3 separate regions of the Mus musculus genome follow, and all the other regions are linked to region 1. A link is a contact called in public Hi-C data. All regions are on one chromosome and are shown on one strand. Each heading gives the region's core, a stretch centred on a gene start, on an enhancer-like site or on the middle of the called end of the contact. The rest is flanking DNA. Distances are from core to core; before and after follow the strand shown. Region 1 has its middle 440 kb from the start of Gm25020. Region 2 overlaps Sugct (succinyl-CoA glutarate-CoA transferase). Region 3 has its middle 290 kb from the start of Gm31711.

Region 1 (4,111 bases), core at 1,123-3,622:
GGTTGCTCTTAAAAATATAGAACACTATGTCTATTTTCCTCAGATTTTAGTTGTAATTCTTTCAAGATTCCATTGTCATACAAGTTTTTACTTAAAGTGAATTCCATGCTGTCATGTTCAAATAATTTAAGAATATTAATTCCCCCTTTCCACCTTAACTTTTTGCATATTTCTAGTGTTGCATAATGGTTTCGCTCATTGATCACTACACATTAAATCTTTCACCAAAAGTTCAAAGTCAAATGTTTGGTCTTTTGCAAGAGAATCTTTCTGGCACTGGACAATATGCCTCTAAAATGAGGAAATTAGAAAATTTGCCAAAGCATTGCATCTAGTTTCCGAGGTGTCATCCTATACATTCTGTCAGTGAGAGCCATACTCTCCATCCGAGAGAGGAACTTGATGTCTTCCTTTCTGACTCTAAACCTGTATCAACTTTCATTTATACATGGCCACTCTTGTGTATAACTTTATTCTAGATTAAGGTCTTTCCCAAGTGCAAAATCCCTTTGGAAAACCCTGTTAAATGATAGCAATCTAAATGGTTCAGCCAGAATCACTCAGACTTATCAGCAATGTAACAATAAGTCAGGACAATATGCTGTCTGAACAATGTGATCCACTCATTATTCTCCTGTGATGGTTTTCATGCCAACCTTCATTTTATCAGCCACAAAGAAATAAAATGTGTTTTAAACTAAACTAATATTTGTTTCTTCTCATTAGTTTTAAAATTAATTTGAATCTGTAAGCCTAATACCTTTTGATATCAGTAAAATGTACTTCTTTCTGGAGATCCCACAGGGCCCCTCTTCTCTAGGTTTATGACTACTGCATATCTGACTAATAAATATATATGTTATCACAGAGGTATTTGCTTCAGTAGATAATCATGTAACTTTCAGAAATAATTTCACAATCTTAAAGTAGTTACTCTTCAATAAGGCAACTATTCAGTCAATAAATGCCATTCTGTGTGATCACCAGGGTGGCTGCCAAGTGAGGTGACCTTAAAAAGTGGAGGAGAACTAAAGGAAGAGAGGGTGGGTATCCAGAATAAAACCAAACATTTTACAACAGGAGGCTCTCAGGGAGACTGGCTAGGTTCCATAGAAGCCCATTCATATCTGGAAGTCTTTATCATTGTTTTAAGGCTGGAAATCAATGACTACTATCCTCTTGAGAGTCTGAAACCTGAAACAAGAATATTTCTCTAAGCACCTTTGCAAATGTACTTAATTTTCCGTGAGAACTCACTGTCTTGAACTGGCTCCTGGAATTCAAGGCAAGGGTAGGAAGTCGAATCCAATAAATGAATAACTTTCAGGAACTTCAAACTTGATTATTTCTGATGGCTCTTCCTTGTTTAAAAAAAAAAACAAAAAAACAAAAAAAAACAAAAAAACAAAAAACAAAAAACAGGTAGGGTAGTTTGCACTTAGGTAACTCTTTGAAAGAGGAGACCAAGAGCATACAGCCTGTGTACGCTGATGAGCCTCATTCTATATCTTGTTGGCTCAGAGTGCCTTTGTTTGGAATCTTGCCCCTGGTCGAGGGTCAGCTAACTAAAGAGGGAATGAGATTCAAATTCTTTAATTAGTTTCTCAGTGATTCTCTACAGTTGGCAATGAAGGAAATACTTTCTGGGAGATCAGGTTCTTACCCTGAAAGTTTGGATACTTGAAAGACCAAGATCATTTTCAGCCCATTGTTCTAGCCTGCCTCTGAACTGGGTTTTCTGCTAAAGTCTTTGGAGCCAAATTTTTATTTCATCCTCACAACCATGGCTCAGAGGCACCAATAAGCATGCCTCATGAATGCACAAAGGCCTGTCATCTTACCAGCACTTAACATAGTACATTCGTGGAGCTACTTGAAAGGCAAACAGGTTTTGTTTGTGAATATTGTGAATGAACATTGCAATAGACTGTACACATATCTTGGCATGTTCAGAGGTCAAGTCCTCCAAAAATTTTCCCCCAGAGTGAGGGCAGCTCACCAACTATGCTGAAGCTTTCTTAGAAGTCGGTACTGTGAGTAGGGGAGGATTCAGACAAGCATCTTTGGAATGACCACGCCCTATCCTAACAATAGGTGCTAATTTCCACTGTCCATGTTGTCCCTTTAAACGCTGACCATTTAGCCTGGCACAAAGGCAGCATACAGAAAGACATGACTCCATTGATATAGTTGTATGCTAAGTAAAACATTCTTCCAAAGGCACAGAACACGTGACTCCAGTGCCATCTTCCGAGTAGGACACTGCATACTTGAACAAAAGCCACAAAGAAGTGATCATGCCTTTCCAGCTTATGCAGCAGCTGGAATGTATCTGACAGGGACCCCACCCTGGCCTTGTTAGTGAGTCATGGTCCTTCCTCCTTGGGGAGGACTTGCCCGGCTTCCTGATAGAGGAGAAGGCCATATATGGAGACATCTCTTCTCTTGCCTCTGGGTGGAGAAATGGAACAGAAAGAAAGTTCAAATCTTGTATTGATGTCTACTCTTACAAAAATATTCTTTTGAGCAGTTTGACTTTCCTGTATAAAGCCATATTAAACACACTTCACTTCAGACATTTAGTTGAAAGAAAAACATCTGCTTTCTGAGGGTTATTAAAGTTCTACCTTCAGCCTTCCAAGTCTGGGGAAAGACAACTTTGGGAGGAAACAGTCTCTGATTTGGTGCATCAAATGGCTCTCAGAGTAAAGGTTGGATACACACCGTGTTCACCCAAAATAGGAAGCCAACATTAAGGAGGAAATCAAGAGTAGAGAAAACATGTAAAACTGATTTTTTTTTTTACACTCTTGGGAAAGGCTCTTTAGTCTTTTTTGCATTACTGGAAACATGTCTCTCCCATGAGACTCCAAAGTGATGTCCACTCTATCATGACCAGCATGTAATCAGTTCTAAGTTCTGTGAACCACCTGCTATCTCATGAGAGATTTCTCCAGCAGCCACTTGTTCGGCTGTGCTGAATACTGACATGGAACTGATGTCTTTACAATATGCTAATGCTGCATGTGCATATCTTGCAGAGTGTTAAACAGTACAGCAGTTTATTAATGCTGTTATTTGCCTCTTTTTTCAACACTGTGTGCATGCTCTGCAATGGTCAGAAGGACGGGGATTGCAGCTTAGTCATGTCCAGGCCCCACTCTTCCCCTGCATTCTCCTTATCCCCGTGCTGTGTACTTGCTGAGCACTGCAGTATTGATGACTTGGTTCATGAGGCCCTGTTGCACATGTCCACACGGGAGGCTGGCCTTTTGGCTGCGATGATGATTCCCCAGTGCCCTAATTCTGAAGCAGTGTTTGAAGTTTTCGGCTGCGTCTTTTAAGTTATTACTTCTGCCCACCCTGCCTAGGACGACTCGAAAAATAACAAATAACAACAATAAGCCTGCCTTAACACTGCCAAAAGAAACTGCCTGGGACTTTTCAGAAGCCACATTCAATTTATGAATAAATGAAATAGATCTTCTCGACCAACCATGACAATAAGCACTGGCCTACATATTCAGGGCCTGAAAGAAGTCGAGGCAATGGGCCTAATGAGAAGCAGTCAGCGAATCTAATGAGAATCAGACAGAAGGCCTAATGAGACATTTAACATGCTCTGCCTCTCCCCTCCTCTTTTGTTCAGTTTTCATGGGAATCTGTGTTTGGGGAGCTCAGTTGCACTGGCTACAAGCAGATACATATGGCTTCAGTGGGGGATCCAGGAAGCAAGAGAAAGACTAAAGATACCCGAGTATGGGCGAGTCAAACCTAGAAAATAGACGCAAATGACATGCTAATGATAAGACTTGGCTTTTATTTTTAATTGAATCCAATCCTTTCTCAGGATACCAGAGAGTCACAGGGCTATGGGCGATAGGACAATAAACGGGCAAAGATTTCAATTGCATTACATCACTGCTCAGAGGGAAAGAGCCATAAGAAAAACCAGCAGTTCTGTTTCAGCCACCTGGAGTGAAGGGGTTGCAACAGAGTGATACCTGGGATTGCCTCCTTATGAAGCCACATTCCTGGGAACAGTAGGTGGTTTCATGTGTTGATCTTGGACAGAGTTGGCAGCTAGCAAGATAGCTATCAAATTATAAGT
Region 2 (3,723 bases), core at 954-3,453, 150 kb after region 1:
GCCATTTCTCATGGCCAGATGACACTTACATAGTAACTCAAACTGTTAACCTTGTGTGATTCTGAGCCTCTGTCTGGTTGTGCAGATCCCACCCTGTACACTTGTCAATGCTCTCTGTTCTCTTTCACATCTCAGTTGGCTAACCAAGTTTTATTGTTCTGCGTAGGCCATGGGCAATACGCTTCTATTTGCCTTAGAGCCCTCCTTCCTACTAGTCTTTCTCCCTACCTGCCCTGCTTGATTGAAGATCCACTATTCGATGCCTCATATCAAATGTCATTATTCTACAACATCAAGCATCAAACTATGTCTTGATCTTCAAAAATGTAAATAGTCTATACTTTTCCAATATCCTCTGCAGGTTCCCAATTACAAGAAAATAATCTACTATAACTGCTTCTGTTTTGACAACCACCACAACTATCTGAGTAATTGATTTATCTCAAGAGACGGACCTGGTGCTGAATGCTTTACACATATGGAACAATTTAAACCTTACAAGTTTAAAAAGTAGGTAATAGATGATATACTCCTTAATTCCATTTTGTAGACTATGAGATTGATAGCTAAATAATTGAAGCATGCGGTGCTATGGAAGGGAATGGAAAATGGTTTAGAAGTCTCTGGAGCATATGTCCATCTTATCTCAGAGCAGGCAGACATACTTCCTGTTCTCTGCTTCAACCAGCCGTGTGTTCAATCCAACCTTCAAATTCCAGCATATACACAAGTATTATCTATCTTTTGGAATGTATTCTATAATAGTTAAAATCAATTGACATGCTGTTTAAATGGTTACATATTTATTATCAAACTATTTTATAAGTATTTAAATAGAGTTCTTCTCTGACTCGGTCTAACACCATAGTTGATTGGTTGACTTTGCCCATGTAAATTGTCATTTAAGGAGCCTTAGAAATGTAAAGCATAGGGAAGAAAAAACTCCCTGGATTAGAGTTTGCATCATCAAAAACCATCTTGGAAGTCTCCCAAGAAGCATGGCTAGATATACTTCCAAATCCTCAAACATCAAACACCCAAGTGAAAATCATTGTGTTCAATGAGATTTTCTTCATATGAAATAAATCCAGGAGTACTGACAGAAGCTTGTTGTCACATATTTCCAGGTGGTCCCGGACAGCTATTTCAGGGTTTTATCAAATTCGTGGTGAGGAGTTGCAAATGGTCTGTTTTCATTTCCACTTCTTTTAAAAGATGTTTCATAGAGTGCGTGCTTCTCTGAATATCAAAAGTAATTTCTTCCTTAGGAATTCTTTAAAAATTGAGCTTCTACTCCAGGCAGCCTTAGCTACCCTTCTTTGGCTACCAGCATTACATGTGTCAAATGCAAGCACTAGACTTTTTATATTAAAACATATCTTAAAGGAATAAGCTCTTTTCACAAGGACATGAAACAAATGACTGCGATTAAGTCAACTACACAGAAGAATTATTCATCCCTGACAGTGGATGTATTACCAGTTCACTAGGCTGGATTTCTGTCTGCAGGATGCCTCAGTGTTCTTCCCCCCATGGCTCAGAGTAACATGAGTTTTGAAAGAAGCCTTCGAGAAAGTTCCCAAATGTGTACATGGGCTTCTCTGCATGGAAGCAAGTTGTCTTACTTTCTGCTGTTGTCTGCTGGGAGAATGTCAGCTTGGGTTGATGAACAGACCTCCAACATATTTTGCTTTCCAGACAGAGAAGCAGCAAACAGCACTTTCTCACCAAACCCAAGGAACAAAATTTTCATGTCTGTTTTGATGAATGAGCTATTCAGAAGCAGTGAGTTCATGTTTTTTGGCATTCAGAAATTGGTAAAGACTCATATAAATAGTAAACAATGCTTTTTGGCTTCATGCCTCAGCCCAAATAGTATGTTACATGCAGCCAGCCTCATTCTATCCTTGGGCACACCCATGAGTCCCACTTAAGTAAATAAAAACTGCATAAAGTTTTCTGTGGAACTGAATTAGGCTAGGGGTGTGCTATGCATGAAGAACTAAGGCCATGGCTCAAGCCTTCTTCTGTCTATGGTTTGGGCTTGTGAGTCTTTAAAAACAATAACTTTTTTCTTTGCTGTATATTTATTAGCATGCTTCAGTCAGGCTTAAAAAAACCGACCCCAAAGCCAGGGAATCCTAAAACTAGCCAAGTGTCTGAAGTCATAGTGTAAAAAGACAGAGTCCTTTTTACTTCTGAAGGGTGCTTTCGTGTAGACACAGTGAAGCTGACCACAAATAAAAGTGAAAACAGATCCTGAATGAGTGTATCAAGCAATGGAAAACAAATGGGTTCTGGAGTTCAGATGCAGCAACACTGGTTTCTGTATGCCCCACATTCTGCTCCTTGCCCCAATTATTATTTTTTTATTTCTAGCAGTATTAGTGGAATTAAATCTTTCCATATGAATGCAGAATTGGCCTATGGTGCCAAATTTTTGTTTCTGCACTCAAGCTGGGAGAAAAACAGGACAATACTATGGTGATGCCACTGCTCTTTTAGTGTAACAATTTGAGAATTGATGTTTAGCCATGGGCACCTAGACATCTCTCAGAAGATAGAAATTACAAAAACATTGAAGTTGAGCACCTGATCATGTTTTCTAACGTATTTTTATTTAAGTTGTTCAGCCTTTGAACCACCCACAACACACCAAGTGTGCCTAAAGACATTAATCTTTGTATTTCTCTGTGTCTCTGTCTCTGTCTCTGTCTCTGTTTCTGTCTCTCTCTCTCTCTCTCAATTTGAGAAGATCCTGGACAGTTACAGTATTAAGAAATGGAAGATTAACCTCACAATTTTGAAGCTTTCATGCAAAAATTGATGCGAGGTATAACAGCTTGTATTCTTTTTCTCAAAGCTCATATTATATATAAAATATTAATGAATGGTTTGTTGTTTCAGGTAATCTAGGTGGTAGAGAAACAGCCATTAGCTAGGAAATGCCACATATTCTTTTCAAGAAACTTATACTTTGCTTTGAAGTTCACTTTTTGCTGAAACTTTTAGTTAGCATTATTTCGCTTAGTTTATACCTTATGTTATATTTATGCATGTAATGCTGATAGCATTTCATTTCTGACAGTTTGGAAAAGGAGAAGCTCTGCGTTTTCTTTCTAGGGAGGTCAAAGCTTAGGATAACCAGCATCTCTATACTGAAGAACAAACTGCTACCGTTTTGTGTCTTTAAGCTATATAATGATGAGTGCTGGCCTTTAATTTATTTCAACTCTTTTTATTGTTATAAAGCACAAGGAATGGAGTTGTGTATTAGTTGATTTTCAAGTAACAAAGGAGAGGGAATGACATATAGCAGAACATTTTTATTTTAATACTATAGTTAACAATAAGTCTATGATATTACTCAGTCCTGCTATTACCAACTATCTCAAGTAGAAAAATATTTCTTTTCTTTTAAAGGTTTAGCTATTTATTTTATCTATGAGTACACTGTAGCTGTCTTCAGACACACCAGAAAAGGGCATCAGATCCCATTACAGATGGTTGGGAGTCACCATGTGGTTGCTGGGAATTGAACTCTGGACCTCTGGAAAAATAGTCAATGCTCTTAACCACTGAGCCATCTCTCCAGCTCCAGAAAAATACTTCATAAAGAAACATGCTAGTTCCAGTTTCTTTTTTCTTCCCTTTTTAAAAAACTAGATATTTACTTTATTTATATTTCAAATGTTGTCCTCTTTCCTGGTTTCCCTTCCAAAA
Region 3 (3,767 bases), core at 550-3,049, 210 kb before region 1:
GGGATATGCAGAACTCTTTTAACAAATTGACTAATTCTGTTGCCTATTGGAATATGGGATTATTATTATGATGATAATAATATATTGACTAGGTTGAATCATTTTTATATATTTTCAAGACCTTCAAATTAATAATTGAAAAACTGTCAGTCCTGAATTACATTCTGATAGACACTCATTCAGTTATTTTCCCGTTTCTGTTCTTAATCCCCAAACATTCAGAATCAACTTATAATGAGAATTCTTTGTCCATGCTTTACCTCATAGCTTACTTGGTTTAAGATGACAAAGTATGACAAGAACGTGGGTTAGACCAAAGTTAAAAGCCATGCTTACTTTCCAGTAACACTAACTTGGAAGTGATGAAAGGAATTCTAGGCTTACTTTGTGTGAATGCCTTTGAGTCAGGGAAACAATATTTAGCATTTTATTATATGAAATAACAGTTATTTTCCTCCTAAGTCAGAATCTATTTTCTCCATTCTAGTCCTGCTGCCTGCTTTGTCAAGCTTCTCTCTAGCATTTCACACAATCAAGCATCAAGCCTTTGGGTTCCAGAGCCATGAAGGTGATAAACCATACAATGTCAATGGGAGCTGTATATGTGAAAACTCGGTGAAGTTACTGGGGATTGTGACATCACTTTTTAAAAAATTATTTATTTATTTACATTTTAAATATTATCCCCTTTCCTGGATTGCCCTCCAGAAACCCCCTATACCATCTTCTTTCCCCTTGCTTCTATGAGGGTGCTCACCTACCCACCCACTGACTCCCACCTCTCCATTCTGTCTTTGCCCTGAGCCTGGGCACCGAGCCTTCCCAGGACCTCTCTTCCCATCCTCTGCTATATATGCAGGTAGAGTCATTAGTCCCTCCATGTGTACACTTTGGTTGGTGATTTAGTCCCTGGGAGCTATGGGGGCGGAGGGGAGGCTGATTCATTGATATTATTATTATTCCTATGGTTTGCAAACGTCTTCAGCTCCTTAGGTCCTTCCTCTAACTCATCCATTGGGGACTCCATGCTCAGTCCAATGTCTGGCCACGAACATCTGCCTCTGCATTTGTCAGACTCCTGTCAGCAAGCACTTCTTGACATCCACTGTAGTGTATGGGTTTGGAGTATGTATGTAGGATACCCCAGGTAGGACAGTCTCTGGATGGCCATTCTTCAGCCTCTGCTCCATATTTTGTCTCCGTATTTCCTCCCTTGAGTATTTTGTTCCCCCTTCTAAGAAGGACTAAAGCATCTACACCTTGGTCTTCCTCCTTCTTGAACTTTGTTTGGTCTGTGAATTGTGTCTTGGCTATTCTGGGCTTTTGAGAAAATATCCACTTACCAGTGGGGGCAAACCTTGTGTGTTCTTTTGTGACTGCTTCCCTTGCTCAGCATGATATTTTTTCATTCTATTCATTTGCCTAAGAATTGCATGAAGTCATTGTTTTTAATAGCTGAGTAGTACTCCATTGTATAAATGTACCACATTTTCTGTCTCCATTCTTCTGTTGAAGAACATCTGGGTTCTTTCTACTGTCTGGCTATTATAAATAAGGATGCTGTGAACATAGTGGAGCATGGGTCCTTGTTATATGTTAGAGCATCTTTTACGTATGTGCTCAGGTATGGTATAGCTGGGTCCTCAGGTAGTGCTATGTCCATTGTTTTTAGGAACCTCCAGACTGATTTCCAGAGTGGTTGTACCATCTTGTAATTCCACCAACAATAGAGGAGTGTTCCTCTTTCTCCACATCCTTGCCAGCATCTGCTCTCATCTATGTTTTGATCATAAATGTTCTGACTAATATGAGGTGGAATCTCAGGATTGTTTTGATTTGCACTTCCCTGATGACTAAGGATGATGCACATTTCTTTAGGTGCTTCTTGGCCATTTGACATTCCTCATTTGAGAATTCTTTGTTCACTCTGTACCTCATATTTTATTACTTGGTTCTCTGAAGACTAACTTCTTGAGTTCTATGTACATGTTGGATATTAGCCCTCTATTGGGTATAGGATTCATAAAGATATTTTCCCAATCTCTTGGTTGCTGTTCTATTCTATTGACAATGTCCTTTGCCTTACAGAAGCTTTGCAATTTTCTGAGGTCCCATTCATTGATTCTTGACATTAGAGCATAAGTTAAAATAGGTGTTTAGATGTTCAAGAAATTTTCCCATGGGCCCATGTGTTCAAAGCTCTTAACCATTTTGTCTTCTACTATTTTCAGTGTCTCTGGTTTTATGTGTAGGTCCTTGATCCACTGAACCTCAGCTTTGTACAAAGAGATAAGAATGGATCAGTGTGCATTTTTCTACATGCTGCCCTCCACTTGAACCAGCACCATTTGTTGAAATGCTGTCTGTTTTCCACTGGATGGGTTTAGCTCCTTTGTCAAAGATCAAGTGGCCATAGATATGTGGGTTCATTTCTAGGTCTTCAGTTCTATTCCATTGATCAACCTGTCTGTCTCTGTACCAATACCATGGAGTTTTTATCACTATTGCTCTGTAGTAAATCTTGAGGTCAGGGATGCTGATTCTCCCAGAAGTTCTTTTACTGTTGAGAGTAGTTTTTGCTATCCTCTGTTTCTGTTTATTACAAATAAATTTGCAAATTGCTCTTTCTAAGTCTATAAAGAATTGAGTTTGGATTTTGATGGGGATTGCATGGAATCTGTAGACTGATTTTGTTAAGATATCAGCTTTTACTGTATTAATCCTGCCAATCTATGAGCATGGGAGATCTTTCCATCTTCTGAGCTCTTCTGTTTCTTTCTTCAAAAATTTGAAGTTCTTCTCATACAGATCTTTCACTTGCTTGGTTAGAGTCACACCAAAGTATGTAATATTATTTGTGACTATTCTGAAGGGTATCGTTTTCTTAATTTCTTTCTCAGCCTGTTTATCCTTTGAGTAGAAGAAGGCTAGTGCTTTGTTTGAGATAATTTTTATCCAGCGACCTTTCTGCATTTCTTCATCAGATTTAGGAGTTCTCTGGTGGAATTTTTGGAGTCACTTAAGTGTACTATCATATCATCTGAAAATGTGATACTTTGACTTCTTCCTTTCCTATTTGTATCCATTTACCCTCCTTTTGTTGTCTACATGCTCTGGCTAGTACTTCCAGTACTATATTGAATAGGTAGGGAGAGAGTGAGCAATGTTGTCTAGTCCCCGACTTTAGTGGAATTCTTCGAGGTTCTCTGCATTTAGTTTGGTGTTGGCTACTTGTTTGGTGTATATTGCTTTTAATATGTTTAGGTATGGGCCTTGAATTCCTGAACTTTACAAGACTGAAGGAGTGTTGAATTTTATCAAATGATTTCTCAACATCCAATGAAATGATCATATGGGTTTTTTTTTTGAGTTTGTTTATATAATCAATTATGTTGATGGATTTCTGTATATTAAACCATCCCTGTATCCCTGGGATGAAGCCTACTTGATCATGATGGATGATCATTTTGATGTGTTCTTAGATTCAGTTTGGGAAAATTTTATTGAGTACTTTTGCATCAATATTCATAAGTGAAATTGGTCTGATGTTCTCTTTCTTCGTTGGGACTTTGTGTGGTTTAGGTATGAGCGTACTTGTGACTTCATAGAATGAACTGGGTAGTGTTCCTTTTGTTTCTATTTTGTGGAATACTTTGAAGAGTATTGGTATTAGTTCTTCTTTGCAGGTCTGTTCCAATTTTGCACTAAACCTTGGTCCTGGGCTTTTTTGGATGGGAGATTTTCAATGACTGCTTCTATTTCTTTAG

The links. Hi-C and Micro-C count contacts between places; a contact is called where the count stands out from the background.
Region 2: a contact with region 1 is called in a Hi-C map of tail fibroblasts, with 2.7 times the contacts expected there. The contact joins two enhancer-like sites. A contact is called at or near these places in 8 of 484 Hi-C or Micro-C datasets (the HL-1 cell line, embryonic fibroblasts, embryonic stem cells and 2 more) and 2 of 115 datasets of contacts at active chromatin or transcription factors (bone marrow-derived dendritic cells and embryonic stem cells).
Region 3: a contact with region 1 is called in a Hi-C map of embryonic fibroblasts, with 4 times the contacts expected there. The contact joins two enhancer-like sites. A contact is called at or near these places in 7 of 484 Hi-C or Micro-C datasets (the AML12 cell line, adipose-derived mesenchymal stem cells, embryonic fibroblasts and 3 more), 2 of 115 datasets of contacts at active chromatin or transcription factors (both in embryonic stem cells) and 1 of 9 other capture datasets (embryonic stem cells).

Annotation. Positions count from the first base shown.
Region 1 is chr13:16,759,294-16,763,404 of GRCm38.p6, forward strand. No RefSeq gene overlaps it. Among named protein-coding and RNA genes, the nearest start is that of Gm25020, 440 kb to the right of the region's middle. Within about 2 kb of position 2,373, at least 76 of the 459 cell types and tissues checked have an H3K27ac peak or open chromatin away from gene starts, as enhancers often do. A contact at or near this core is called in embryonic fibroblasts and tail fibroblasts, where this site is marked.
Region 2 is chr13:16,914,003-16,917,725 of GRCm38.p6, forward strand. All of the region lies in intron 13 of Sugct (succinyl-CoA glutarate-CoA transferase), which reads right to left. Among named protein-coding and RNA genes, the nearest start is that of Gm25020, 290 kb to the right of the region's middle. Within about 2 kb of position 2,204, at least 3 of the 459 cell types and tissues checked have an H3K27ac peak or open chromatin away from gene starts, as enhancers often do. A contact at or near this core is called in tail fibroblasts, where this site is marked.
Region 3 is chr13:16,548,407-16,552,173 of GRCm38.p6, forward strand. No RefSeq gene overlaps it. Among named protein-coding and RNA genes, the nearest start is that of Gm31711, 290 kb to the left of the region's middle. Within about 2 kb of position 1,800, at least 12 of the 459 cell types and tissues checked have an H3K27ac peak or open chromatin away from gene starts, as enhancers often do. A contact at or near this core is called in embryonic fibroblasts, where this site is marked.